Linked DNA regions of Pan troglodytes: region 2 is linked to region 1. A link is a contact called in public capture Hi-C data. All regions are on one chromosome and are shown on one strand. The core of a region is the stretch at or near the end of the contact, and the rest is flanking DNA. Distances in the headings are between cores, read along the strand shown. Region 1 overlaps EPHB2 (EPH receptor B2). Region 2 has its middle 23 kb from the start of C1QB.

The links. Capture Hi-C pulls out chosen DNA fragments and counts their contacts.
Region 2: a contact with region 1 is called in a capture Hi-C map of stem cell-derived neural stem cells, with 3 times the contacts expected there. The contact joins two enhancer-like sites. A contact is called at or near these places in 4 of 7 Hi-C or Micro-C datasets (blood, induced pluripotent stem cells and stem cell-derived neural progenitor cells) and 1 of 1 other capture datasets (stem cell-derived neural stem cells).

What each region holds. Positions count from the first base shown.
Region 1 is chr1:208,097,803-208,104,787 of NHGRI_mPanTro3-v2.0_pri, forward strand. It overlaps EPHB2 (EPH receptor B2), which reads right to left. Exons shown (of 17, transcript XM_063804398.1): 17 at 1,889-6,985. Among named protein-coding and RNA genes, the nearest start is that of LACTBL1, 53 kb to the left of the region's middle. Within about 2 kb of position 3,144, at least 1 of the 24 cell types and tissues checked has an H3K27ac peak or open chromatin away from gene starts, as enhancers often do. A contact at or near this core is called in stem cell-derived neural stem cells, where this site is marked.
Region 2 is chr1:208,340,567-208,347,551 of NHGRI_mPanTro3-v2.0_pri, forward strand. No RefSeq gene overlaps it. Among named protein-coding and RNA genes, the nearest start is that of C1QB, 23 kb to the right of the region's middle. Within about 2 kb of position 2,690, at least 6 of the 24 cell types and tissues checked have an H3K27ac peak or open chromatin away from gene starts, as enhancers often do. A contact at or near this core is called in stem cell-derived neural stem cells, where this site is marked.

The DNA.
Region 1 (6,985 bases), core at 1,894-4,393:
CTTCATACCTTTGCATCTGCCATTCCCTCGACCTGGAATACTCGTCTCCATCCTCTCTCCGCTTCCTGGAGAGCTCCCAGTCATGCTCTGGAACCCTGCTCAGCTCCTCAAAGGGGTGTCCTTCAGGGTTAGTTGCTCCCTTCCCGGAAGCTGTCGACACCTTGAATGCCATGCACATCACCTGCGTTGTAGTGACCCATGTACCTGCTGGTCTCCTCCACTGACTAGGCACTTCCACGAGGGCAGGCATGGGTCTCATTCACTGCAGCGCTCCCAGCACCAGCCTAGTGCTTGGCTTTCCATGGGTGCCTGATTCATGGGCAGTGAAGTGGCCCAAATGCCCTGATAAGCTCTTGGGGGCAGGAGTCATTTGTTTCCCCCACGGCATCTAATGCAGTACTTTTGTGCAGTAGGAATTCAGTAAGTACTTCTTGAATGAATGAATGAATGAATGAGTGAGTTATGATTCACTCATAGCTCACAATTCTGCAAGGCTGTACAGGAAGCATGGTTCTGGCATCTGCTTGGCCCCTGGGAAGGCCTCATGAAACTTACAATTATGATGAATCAGAGGACAGCCTCCTGGTTCCCATCCCTTTCTGGGCTCTATGCCATAGTGTTTTCCAGGCCTAACTTTAACCCCTAGCTCCAGATCTACCTGCAACTCCCAGAGCATTACCCAAGTGTGTTCCCAGGGACACTGGTCCCATGAGATGCTCTCCCAGAGGGAAAGCCTGCAAATGGTAACACCTTCTTAGAGATTCACATTGCACTTTTACCATATTTAAGACTCTGCAATATCCTGGGACAAAGAAATCTGATTAACTTGCCTTACCCCAGAATTTGCCAAATGTATTTGACCATGGAACCCTCACTGAATGTCTCTGATATCTACTTGACAAATATGTATTGAGTGTCTAGCATGAGGCAAGTGATATGGTTTGGATCTGTGTCCCCACCAAATCTCATGGCGAATTGTAATTCCCATTGTTGGAGGTGGGGCCTGGTAGGAGGTGATTGGGTCATGGGGGCAGAGTTCTCATGAATGGGTTAGCACCATCCCCACCATGCTGTTATTGTGATGGTGAGTGAGTTGTGGTGAGATCTGGTTGTTTAAAAGAGTGTGGCACCTCCTCCCTCTCTCTCTTGCCCCTGCTTCCACCAGGTGACATGTGTGCTCCCCCTTTGCCTTCCATCATGATTGTAAGTTTCCTGAGGCCTTCCCAGGAGCCCAGCAGACGCGAGAATCATGCTTCCCGTACAGCCTTGCAGAACTGTGAGCCAATTAAGCCTCTTTTCTTTATAAATTACCTAGTTTTGGGCATTTCTTTATAGCAGGGTGAGAATGAACTAATTCAGCAGGCATCGTCTTAGTTGCAAAGAACACAGCAAAAGTGTATGATAGACATTGGCCCTGCCGTCACGGGCCTCCTGCTCAGCACAATAATAATAGCTCATGTCTGTGAGTGCCAAGGCTTTCCATGCTCTATCTCACTGACTCCTCACCCACACTCTAGGAGTTAGAAACAATTGCCCTTGTTTTACAGACATGAAAATGAAGCTCAGCACAGTTATGTGACCTCTGCAAGGCAGCTAACAAATGGCAGAGTTGGGATATGAACTCTAAGCCCCTGACAGCAGAGCTGAAACTGTTAAAACAAAACGGGGTGTTCTTAGAACACTTAAAAGCTGCTTTATGTCAACACTCCACCCTAGCCCAGGCCAAATCCGCACCCCAACCCCAGCTCCAGGCCCGGCCCTAGCCTAGCTCCATTCTTAGCCCTGGAAAACTCCTAGTCATACTTCAGAACCCTGCCCCGGGCCTCTGAGAGCTCCTACTTGTTCTCTGGGGAACCTCAGAGGAAAAAGAAATACTGAGTCCAAGTGATAATTTTTACAATTCACATTTATTTTGGGAAAAAAAAAGGTTCTGCTAAAAATACTCCTACAAAGGCATTGGAGTAACAGGGTCAGAGTTGATCTTGGACACAGCTGGTGAGATTTCCTTGGTCACAGCAGTGGGGTCCGGAGGAGCCAGGTCTGACCCACGGCCATCGGAACCCCAGCTGTATCAGTCCCTGACCTCCCAACATTGTCAGGAAAACCCATATTTATGACCACAGGAAACAGGGTTCTGGGAAACCCTGCCAGACAGCCCCATACCCTGGTTGAGAGCTCTGGTCTGCATAGCTCAGGCTGGGGCAGACACTTCAGGAGAAGGAGTGTGCACACTCACTCCCACAGCCCGTGGCTCTGACAGCAGCTCCAGGGAGGCCACGCTCAAAGAGGGTGCCACAGTGCCCCCCCGGGGATCTGGGATTTGACTGGCAAAGGATCTGACAGTGGAGAGGGGCTGAGTGTGTACCACTGGTAGCAGCATAGCATAGTGATTAAGTGGGGGGTGCTGGGGTCAGAGGCCACTTACTGGCTGTGTGACCTGGGAGAGCCACCATGTCACGTCTCTGAGTTTCCTAGTCTGTGGAATGGGAGTAATAATTGTACCTGTCTCACAGAGGTGTGAGGATTAGGCAAGACATTGTGTATAAAAAGTTGGGCACGGTGCCTGGCACATTGCTGGCACTCAAGAAATAGCAGCTATGATTATGATTTGGGGGCTGGGCATGACCAAGTGGTAATTACTCTTCTCTAGAGTCCAAGAAGGCTGGTTGTGAGTGAATGTCCCTGCCTGGCCTATGCTGGGCCAGCCTCAGAGGCTCAACTTGGTGCCCCCTGCCCATCAGAGTCCCTCTCCACAGAGGGGAAAGCGGCCAGGCTGATGACGGAGTGATTCACAGGCACCTCTGCCGTGTGGTCTCCCAGCTCTGGAAGGCAGTGACTAAGATTAGAAAGGTCAAGGGGGGTCTTGGAAGGGGGTGAAGGCTGTGTGCCCATGGAAGCTATGTCCCAAATGTCAGAGGGAAGGCACCTGGCTCTGGAGTTTGCAGCAAGACCCTGTGGTTGTCCAGTGTTAAGACTCTGGCTCTGAATAGGAAGGGGTTCTGCTTCGGAAATATTCCTCAGTGGGGGTCTCCCAAGGCAAATTCCTGGCCCTGCAGCTTCCTTGCTGCAGGGAGGGAAATTCCACCCCAGAAGAGTCCCTCCCCAGACTGAGCCAGTGGGGCCCTGCTTGGTTCCTAGGTCCACCAGCCAGTGGGCACTGTGGCCTGTGTGGGGCTTTACTCAGCTGTAGCCTGGAACAACCAGCCCCTTTTCCCCCCAGGAAGGGCTGATGCATGCAATTCTGCCACTCTACCAGGGAAAGACGTTCCACACCCCACTCAAAAGGAGGGTCTTTGGCCCTTGCCAAGGTGCATCTGTAACTCAGATCCAAGGGATGGGGCTTTTCTTAGTGTCTGTTTTCAGCTGTTTCCCTCCCCATCTCTTTCTCTCTTTCTTGCTCTTTTTTTTTTGTGCTTTTAAAAAAATGCTAGGGCCCACAGGTCTGGGGAACAGCAACGAACAACGAGACTCGAAATTTCAAGAATTAGCAGCATAGAATCATAGTGTGATGGAATCTTAGAAACATGGAATCATTCCATTGGAATCTTAGAATGATGGGGCTTTGCAATCCTAGAATCTTGGAATCTTTCACCTGTGGAACGTTAGAATTCTTGACTCTTGCAGTCTCAGCAGGGCCCCCAAGAGTGTATGTGGTCCTGGCTGTGACCTCCTCCCTCCTCCCTCTCCTGCTCCCTCTCCTTCAACAGGGGCCGTTAGGTCTTGGGTAGAGACAGGGCCTTTGCTCTCTCCCTCCTCCAGGAAAAGCCGTGTCTTGGTCTGGGTAGCCGGGCTTGGTAGTGGTGGTGGGGCATCTGTAGCTCTAGGTCCAGCTGGAGGCCCCACCTGGCCAGGTGTTGAGCGAGCAGGTCTGGTCCATAGCCTTGGGGTCTGTGGGGTCTCCCAGGGTGGCCCTGAGTGGGTTGCTGGGCCCCTCCAAAGTATTAAATTTCTGCTGCTTCTTGTTATATCAGCTTTCTCAAGGCAGCCTTCATGCTGCGAAGCTAAACTCAGACAGACTCTGGGTCTGAGGGTCTTTCTAATTTTCCTGAAAGCTTAGCTCTGTCTGGGCACATTCCTGAGGGTCAGCTCTACCCCCTACTTCATGGGTCCTAATCTGCATCTGGGTTTGGGCATCCTATCTGAAAATGTCCTGCTTTTTCTTAATCCCTGTCTACAGCAGACCCTCTCTCTGCAGACATCAGGGCAGTTTGTTGTGGGGGAAGAGTCAAGTGAGGATTTCCATGTCTGGAGGAATCTCCTGGAGGAGCTTGTCAAAAAATGGAGACTCTTGGGCCCAACCCCAGGGATTCTGATTTAGGGGGTTGGGGTGGCGCCCAGGAGTCTGCAAGTTAAAAAATAAATAGCCCAGGAGATTCTGATACAGGTGGGCGATGGCAAACATTTTGAGAAATCCCAGGAGGTGGGAAGGAAGGACTACAGACAGATGGCCTGGTTGGAATCTTCTGGGAATCACCTCTGGGAATCAGTTTCCTCACTCGTAAAGTGGAGAGGATAATGCTTTGGCACCTGGCATATGGTAAGTATTCAGCGATTATTGCAATCCCTGTGGTTCCAACCTCCTGAGATTAGCCTCCGAGGGGGTGTGCCCGGAGTTGACTCTCTTTCCTGTTATGTGACAAAGGCCAAGTCCTTTTCTGCAGCCAACACTCTGACCTTAGTTTCTCTGAAGGAAAAACTGGCAGCTGCAAGACCATTCTCCACCTTAAGTTTGATGGCAGAAGCCATTTTGCAGAAGGCTGGGTCAAGGCCGCCTGGTGGTGTATTCGCATGCGTGTGTAGCATCACACAGCACAGTGGGGCTCCCTCAACTTCCCTCTGGGTTTCCCCAGGATAACACATTATTGGAAAAGACAGGACCCCAGACTCATTCCAACACGTCTGGGTGATCTCTCCAGGACTAGGGTGACCAGGGCAGGGATGGGTTTCCTGAGCAACTTCTCATGCCCACCCGCACGCCCGCCCCCGCCAGGCTCAGCTCCTTTGGTGTCTGGCAGCTTTCTCCCCACCCCACCCCTGCCACCTCTAGAGAAGCCTGGAGGAAATGGGGTAGACATCAGCCAAATTAAGAATCAGGTAGCACAAGACCCAACCCTGCTGTTCCAAGCAGCTGAAGTGACTCTTTGGATTATCTGCGTCAGTGAGGATGGAAACTGAAGCAGCAGGGCCTGGCTTCTCCTGGAATAAATGAGGGCCGCTCCGGGGGCAATTCCTTCTCGGGGAGAGGAGTAGCTGGGAGGCATCCTGCCCCATCTGATGACTGAACTGGTGCTTCTTCCTAGAACCTGATGCTCACTATGCTACTCTCCTGCTCAAGAACCTGCTGTGGCTGGACTGTACATCACGCCTAAACTGCCTCAACCTCCACTTATATCAACCTTCACTTCCCCCGTTCCACGGGCCCATCCAGACACAACTCCTCACTGTGTTGGACCATTCTGGCAGCTGCGTCTTGGAGTGACCTTTCTTTTGACCTCTGTCATTTTCAAGACAGCCTCTCCATGAAGCCCTCCCTGACAGCCCCAGCCCACTTGAGCTTTCTTTTCTCTTACTGGCCAGCATCAGACACCAACTGTTTCTCGTCACCTAATTGAGCATGGTAGAGGAGACATTGGAAACAGAAAAATCCAAAGCTCATGGCCTTGCTCTGCTCCTTCCTGGCTGTGTTATCCTGAGCAAAGTACTTCATCCCCCTGAGCCTCAGTTTCCCCCAAAATATGCAGGGGGGAATACTCCTTCCTCATGGGACTAAGGTGTATAAGTGTTTTGCACAGCCTGCCTCACCCAGTCCAATGCTCTCATTTTACAGATGGCTCAGTGAGGGGAAGTGTCTCCCCAGATTCACATCCCTAGTGACAGGAGCAGGCTGCTACCCTGCGGTCATGATGCACTTTCCCTAGCATCATGTGGTACCCTGTCTTTTGAATGCATTTACGTTATCTTCCCTAGCAAGTCTTCCAGCCTTTGGTACCATCTTCAAACAACAGGGGCCCTGGAGTGAGCCAGGAGTGGCCCAGGGCCCAGCCCTGGGGTGGGTGATGGTCTGGGGCCTGGGTCCTTCCTGTGCTTCAGTGAGGCAGGAGGATTAACTGGGCAGGGTGGGAGCTCCCAGCCTTTTGGAGATGAGCCCCTGATGGGAGAGGAGTGTGAGGCTAGCGACTGCTCACAAGGTGGTGGCAGAGAAGCCCCTAGATGGTGGCAGGGTGGGGACCAACTAGAGATGATGGGGAAAGTTCAGCTGATGCCATCTGAGTAAGAGGCACTGCTGGTTAGTAAACAGCCATAGCCCTGAGTCCCTTCAGTGTCTCCTACTGCCCCGCCACCCGGGTCCCTGCTCTGAGGCCTCTGGTCCAGCACTCAGGCCATCATCTATTCTGATTGGTCTGCCCGAGTCTTCGCAGTTGATATTTCGGATATCATCCCCCAGGGAGAGGACTGCTGAGCACCAACAATGACCCATTCTGGGGGCTTCGTAGCAGTAGGGGTGCGGGTGGGTAGCATGGCTCTCTCCTACCCAGCCTGGCGCTGCACAGCTCTGCTAGCTGCACCCTCCCAGAGCAGCTGGTCCCCATTTCCACGGTGCCCTGGCCTGTGTTTACAAGGCAGCTTTCTTTCCTGCAGTACCAACTGTGTGCAGAGCAGCCGGAAACTCCCCTAACACTGCTGGGCAGGCGGGGGCTGGCACTTGGGGAGGTTGAGCCAGGAAAGGATTAGTAACCAGGCAGCGGGTGGCTCAGAGCTGTGTGCCTGGGCGAGCGGGTGGTGTAAGTGGAAGGCGCTTGGCAACACGGCCTGCCACTCCCCGCTGAGCAGCAAGCAAGAGGTTGGGGCGGGGCGACTGCCCCGGTAGCGGGTGGGGTGGGTGGGTGGGGGTGGAAGAGATGTGAGCAGCGCCTGTACCCCTGGGACAGTCACAGTGACATCTGTTTGTTACCCTGAAGTGGAGACACAGAGGTCTGGTAGCACC
Region 2 (6,985 bases), core at 1,440-3,939, 240 kb after region 1:
ATTCATTTCCATTTTCTGAGCAGAACCTATTTCCAGATCTAGGGGAATGCCTGGGGCGGAATGGCTAACTCAGCCTGCTTGACAGGAGCATAGGGACCTTCACCTCCTTGTCCCCTGCGTGGCTCCTTGGTGGACGAGGCATGGAGCAAGGCTGGTGGGATTCAGGGCCAGATCCCACTGAGAGATGGGAGAGGGTGACTGAGGGGCCTGGGCCATGCTCAAGAGCCAAGTGATCTTCAGTGAGCCACAGCCCCTCTCCCGAGCCTCAGGTTCCAAATCTGCAAAACAGTCAGAGCTGGGGCCGCGCGCGTCTGTGTGTGTGTATGTGTGTGTGCATGTGTGTATGCGTGTGTGTGTGTGTGCATGTGTGTGTGTCTCTGTGGGGGTATATGTGTGAGTATATGTGTGCATATGTATGTGCATGTGTGTGTGTGTCCATGTGTGTATTTGTGTGTGGTGTGTGTGGTTATGTGCGTGTATGTGTGTGACAGTGTATGTCTGTATGCATGTGTGTATGCGTGTGTGCATGTGTGTATGTGTGTGTCTCTGCGGGGGTGTGTGTGAGTATATGTGTGTATATGTATGTGCATGTGTGTGTGTCCATGTGTGTATTTGTGTGTGGTGTGTGTGGTTATGTGTGTGTATGTGTGTGACAGTGTATGTCTGTGTGCATGTTTGCGTATATATGTGCATGTGTGTGTGCATGCATGTGTATTTATGTGGTGTGTGTGTGTGTTGTGGTTATGTGTGTGAGGGTTTGTATATCTGTGTGTATGTGTGTGTGCATGTGTTTATGTGTGTCTCAGGGGGGATATGTGTGTGTATGTGGTTATGTGTATATGTGTGTGAGTGTATGTGTGTGTGTGTGTATATGTATGGGTGTGTGCATGTGTATTTGTGTGTGGTGTGTGTGGTTTGTGTGTGTGTGTGCATGTGTGTATGTGTCTCTGTGGAGGGATGTGTGTGTATGTGATTATGTGTGTGTATGTCTGTGTGTATGTGTGTACGTACATGCATGTGTGTGTGCATGTATGTTTGTATTGTGGTGTGTGTGGCTATGTGTGTGTAAGAGTGTGTATGTCTGTGTGTATGTGTGTGCATGTGTGTCTCTGTGGGGGGATATGTGTGTATGTGGTTGTGTGTGTATGTGAGAGTGTATGTCTGTGTGTATGAGTGTGCGTGTGAGTGTATGTGTGCATATGTATGTCCGTGTGTATGTGTGTGTGCATGTATTTGTGGTGAGTGTGGTTATGTGTGGTTGTGTGTGTGTGTATGTGGGGGGTATGTGTGTGCATGTGTGTGTGGGAGTGGGGTGTGTGCATGTGTGGTTATGTGTGTGTGTATGTGTGTGGGGTGTGTGTGTGCATGTGTATGGTTATGTGTGTATGTGTATGTATGCGCGTGTATGTGTGTATATTTGTGTGTGCACACATGTGTGAGTGTATGTATTTGCGTGTGTGCAAACGTGTGTGTGCACATGTGTGTATGTATGTGTGTGTGTGTAGGAGGCAGCATTTGGGCTCTGATGTCCTGGATGCCACCACGCCTGGGCTCTGGGCCTCTCGTGGGTGGGAGGTGGGGCAGCTGGTCGATAGCCACCTCCCTGGGTGGATTCAGCCTGGGCCCCAGCTGCGGCCTCCCACGCATCCATTGCCTCCCTCCCCCTCTCTCCAGCTCCTTCCTTACTCTGCCAAACCAACCCCAACCATGGAAAAAAGGAGTATTTGGGGCCAGCCATTAGTGGGCGGAAACTCTTTGTTTCCTTCTCTTCCTGTTCTGGGATCCATCCTGCTCTGGGCCAAGTAATAACAATAGCAGCTGCCATTATTGGGTGCCTACTGTGTGCCAGGCCTGGAGCTAAAGTCTTTAGCAGATCATCTCATCAAACCCTCAGAACTACGCCCTTCACAGATCCCCAGTTTCCATAGGAGGAAATCGAGGCTCCTGGGGGTGAAGTGACCTGCCTGAGGGCCCATGCTGGGGGCTGGCAGAGCCCAAGCTTGCACATGAGTGATGGGGGTTGGGACCAGAATGCAGAGGAATGGTAGAGCCAGGACTTGATCGGGTCTGTGCTCTTGGGCAATCACCACCGGCCTACAGACCTCAGTTTCCCCATCTGTTAAAAGAGTTGCAGTAAGCAATGGAAATGGTTGTAGAGCCCATGGCATGGAGAGACTCAGCAAACTTCAGCTACGTGGATGAAAGAATTCAGATTCAGCCTCCCGCTGAGATCCCAGCTCTGCCACATCGCAGCTGGGTGACCCTAGGCAAGTGACTTAGCCTTACTGAGCCCCTTTGTAAAATAGGGTGCTTCAAGGAAAAGATAGGGGTGCGTAGAAAGGGCCCCACTGAGCGCCTGGCACAGGAGGAAGGACCTTTGATCCCAGCCCTTCCCTGCCTTTCCCCTTCCCCTTGTAGGGGTGTGGGAAGGGAAGGCGTGGGGCAGGAGGGGATTAGCCCTGGGTCCCCCTCCTGGGGCGGCGCTTTTAACCGTGGTCTCCCCCGGGGATCAGCCCTGCCCCCTCCCAGGCCCCCGGCCAGGCCTGTGTTTGCCGTGGGGATCTGGGCTGGCCCGGGCCCCTGCCTTTCATTCCCGGGCAGCTTTTGCTTGCTTTGCGCGCCGTGGGGCCAGGCGGCGGTTATGCCCGCTCCCCAGGAGCAGATGGGCCGCAGTGGGAAAGCGGGCGGCTGGCCCTAAGAGGATTGGCGGCCTTTCTTCCCACCCTTTGTGACGCTCCCCGAGGGCCGCCAACGCACAGACCACAAAGGCCGCTTGTTTGGCCGCCTCTGGGGGCGCAGGGGTCACAGCTGACAGCGGCGCCCTTGGAGACGGTGGCACCCCAGTGAGCGGCAGAGCCGGGAGCACCTGGATCACCCGGGCTGGGGAAAGACGGGGGAGTCCTTGTCTCCCTCCCACCTCCCAGAATTTCCCAGGGAGCACTGTTGCATGCAGGGGAGAGGTGCTGGGAGTCGGGGGGACTGCTAGGACCGTCCTTTAGAGGGGGCAGGCCCAGAGAGGGTCTGTCTACACGCCCCCATCACCTCACTGAGAGCTCGAGGCCCAGACAGGTCTGTGACTCAGCCAAGTCACACAGCAAGTTAGTCACCAACCAGGACTGACTCCTAGGGTCCCCAGAGCCCAGCAAAGCTCCCCGCCATCTTGGAAATGTGGTCTTCCTTTCCTGCCAGTTTACTCCGCGTAGCTGTGGGGACCAGGAGAATCTGAGAAAGGGAAGGTTGGGGGCAGCAGAAACTGGAGGGACTTAGCAAGAATAGTCCCAGAAGGGGCTTTTGACAATAGTTTGAGGCCAAGCTCCTAGTGAGAGGTGGAAGCTGGGGAGAGGAAAAGGACAAGAATTATGTCACCCATGAGCTTATTTTAAAAAACTGTTGGCTGGGCCCAGTGGCTCATGTCTGTAATTCTAGCCCTTTGGGAGGCCGAGGCACCCGCCTGAGGTCAGGAGTTCGTGAACAGTCTGGCCAACACGGTGAAACCCCGTCTCTACTAAAAATGCAGACAAATCAGCCGGATTTGGCGGCGTGCACCTGTAATCCCAGCTACTCGGGAGGCTGAGGCAGGTGAATTGCTTGAACCCGGGAGGCAGAGGTTGTAGTGAGCCGAGATCGTGCCACTGCACTGCAACCTGGGTGACAGAGTGAGATTCCGTGTCACAAAAAAAAAAAAAAATTGTTGCGTGCCTGCTCTGCGGTGGGTACTGAGAAAATCAGGAGAAATAAGATCAGGCTCAGTGCTTGGGGCCCTCTGTGTACTAGGAAGACAGATTTGTAGGCAACAAGCTCTAGCCCAGTTTCTCAGCCTTGAGAAAGTGACATTTAGGGCAGATAACTCCTGGTTGGGGGCGGTGCTGTGCATTGCAGGAGGTGTTACAGCATCCTTGGCCTCCACCACCAGATCTCAGCAGCATCCCTGTGACCCCAAAAAGGTCTCCAGACATTGTCAAATGTCCCCTGGGGGGATGCCAACCCCGGTTGAGAAACATTGGTCTAGACCATAATCCTGGTCATTTGTTCATTCATTCCACACATGTCAAGTTCATGCCTATTGCATTTGCCTCTTTGAGGAGAGAGTGAAATAGTTAATGCAGGGTTGACATGGGGGTGCGGCTTACCAGGAGGCTCCTAAACAGGTGATATTTGAGCCAGACCTAGAAAGAGATGCTGGGACGGAGAAGATGGGAAAGAGGACATTGTAGGCCGAATTGGCAAAATGGACATTCTGGATTCATTCCTTAGAGGTACTCTGAGGGCCTGCTGTGTGCAGGGCATCTCTGGTGATACCAACAAACTGAGACAGCCCCTTTCCAGCATGCAGAGGCTTTGGGCATGCCGAGAAAGGTCTGCACCCAGTTCAGAGGCTGTGGAGGGATCATAAAGTGCTTCCCAGGGAAGGGGAGACAGGGGCTACATCTTGAGGCTTAGCAGGCAGGAGATGGGCAGGCAGGAGAAGGAAGGAAGAGATGCAGACAGAGGAGGCAGCCCCTGCCCAGGCTGCAGAGCCTGGGAGCCCAAGGCTTTGGGAGAGCTACAAGGAGGCAGCTGGAACCAGGGCATGGCATTCTGACAGTGGAGATGGGGGCATGAAGCTGGAGTGGGAGATGAGGAGAGGGACCTACCTGAAGAGCCTGGACTTGATACTGAGTCACTGGGGAGCTATGGAGGGCATTTGAGTAGAGGCATATTTTTGTTTTAGAAAAATCACTGTGGCAGCGGTGAGAAGATGGTTGGAGTGGGAGATGAGGAGAGGGACCTACCTGAAGAGCCTGGACTTGATACTGAGTCACTGGGGAGCTATGGAGGGCATTTGAGTAGAGGCATATTTTTGTTTTAGAAAAATCACTGTGGCAGCGGTGAGAAGATGGTTGGAGGGGAGCAGGCAAGAGGCAGGGGGACAGTTGCAGTGGTTCAGGAATGAGATCAGGGTGGCTGTGCACAGGGCGTGCAGGGGACAATCCCACAGACACCCGGGAGGTAAAGGCATTAGGATATGGGCTTGAATGTGGGGTTGAGGGAGCTAGAGGAGGCATCTGGGCAGATGATGGGTGTCTAGCAGGGCAGCCCTGAAGTGAATCACCAGATTAGAAACACCAGATAAAAGATTGAGCAGAGAAAGATATGTCCGTGGGTCTCAAAATGAACTGTTTTTGAAACTTTTCCCTTATGCTCATCTTTAAATATTGATAACCAACATTTCTAAAGAGCTTAATGCTCTGTGCCAGGCACTGTTCTAAATGCTTCATGTACATTCGCTCATTGAGTCTTTAAAACAATGCATCGAGGGAGGTGCTTTCCATCATCTCCATTTTGCGGATAAAGAAACTGAAGCACAGAGAAGTAACTTGTCCAAGGTTAACTAGCTAGCAAGTGGCTGAGCCAGGATTTGAACTCAGGCAGTTTGGCTCTAGAGTTTGTGCTGTCTGCTATGCTATACTACCAAAACATAGAGTTTGTTTAAAGCCTCCTTAACTTTGGCTATTTATAAAGTCCTGTAATCTTAATATAAAAGTAAAAAAGCAATGGCATTTTATAGGTTGTGGTGGTGGAATGTAAAAGTGGAATATCATCTTCTGGAATCTCAGGGAGTAGTTGGAAAGTGCCTACCGCCACCTGGTGGCAGTGTACCCCAAGTAGAGCCACGACAAAGGCTAAACCCAGTTTCTTTCAGTATTACTTTATGAAACTCCAGGCCAGGGTGATAAGAACTTACTAGTAATATATACACTACTATTATGAAAAATGTGTCGTCTATGAGGGGGCAGGAAGAAAGAGAGGAGGCTCCCAATGCCCAGGCTGTGCGGTATATACTCTGAGGGACTGTGACTGTGGGTACTCAGGATGAGGTTGCCATGTCCTGTCCAGACCCTCTCACTAGTTCCCTAGACGACCAGCATTAGGCATTTCTGAAACAGCTGGTGGGAGCTAGGGGTGGGGTGGGGTGTTACTCTGCAAACATGGGCTGTACCCATGACCCCGACCTTCTAATCCCAGGGCTTAACTGACTTCATTAACTCCAGGGGGCTTGAGAGAGACCCCTCCCCAAAATCATTATCTGATAAACCATACTCAGAAAAGTCCTATTCCTGGGGGCCATGCCGGAAAACCTCCTGTGTGAAGGCAGGCAACCGGAGGTGATGCTCCTTGGCTGCAAACCCTCCGCTGCGTGAAAGGGCTGGGTCTGCCCCACCCCCTGCCTGCCAAGGGGCAACGAGGGATAAAACTGGGTGAAAGCAGAGCATGCCGGGTAGCCCGGCCAGGAGCTGAGCGGTCCAGCCTCCCACCCCCCACTGTGGTTGCCATGGCAACTGAGGAGGGGAGGGAGGAGGAGAGGAGAGACCACTCGTCCCTCAGACAATGGGAACCTATTCCAGGTCACCCTTGGCCTTATCCTGAGGGACTCGGGGCAGTCAGCAGTTCTGGGCTCTTTGTACCCTGCAGCATGGAGATTTGGGGGCATAGTCCTCTGCTCAGGCCAGGCCGGGGGGCCCCAGAATGGGGGACAGAATCCTCGCCCTTGGAACATCCCAACCTTACCAGAGCTTACCCCTTCCTGGGCTCCCAGATCCCCCAAGATGAAGTTGGGTTCGTTTTCCAAGGGCCCCTCCCCCATGGAATAGTGTGACCTTCTGTTGTGAAGTGAGCAGTGGGCACAGGGAGGAGGCAGCAGCCACTTTGGGGACAGGCCAAATATTTTATGAGTAATTTAATATCTGGAGCACGAACCACTGAGCGGAGAACTCGTCAGCTGCCCGGAGCGAGAGCTGGTCTGGTCCTCATAACGCAGGGGCAGGGGTGGTGGGCTGACAGGGACGGACCTGGGGCCACAGGGAAGTTAACCCTTTCAGGGTCCTGGGATGGAGCTAGGAAGGGGCGAGGCCGTGGACCTGGCGTGCACCAGATCCTGAGCCATGCGGTTTGGGTGGCTTGAGCACTTTGAACCTGGGAAGGAAGGGTTGGCCCATTGGAAAGG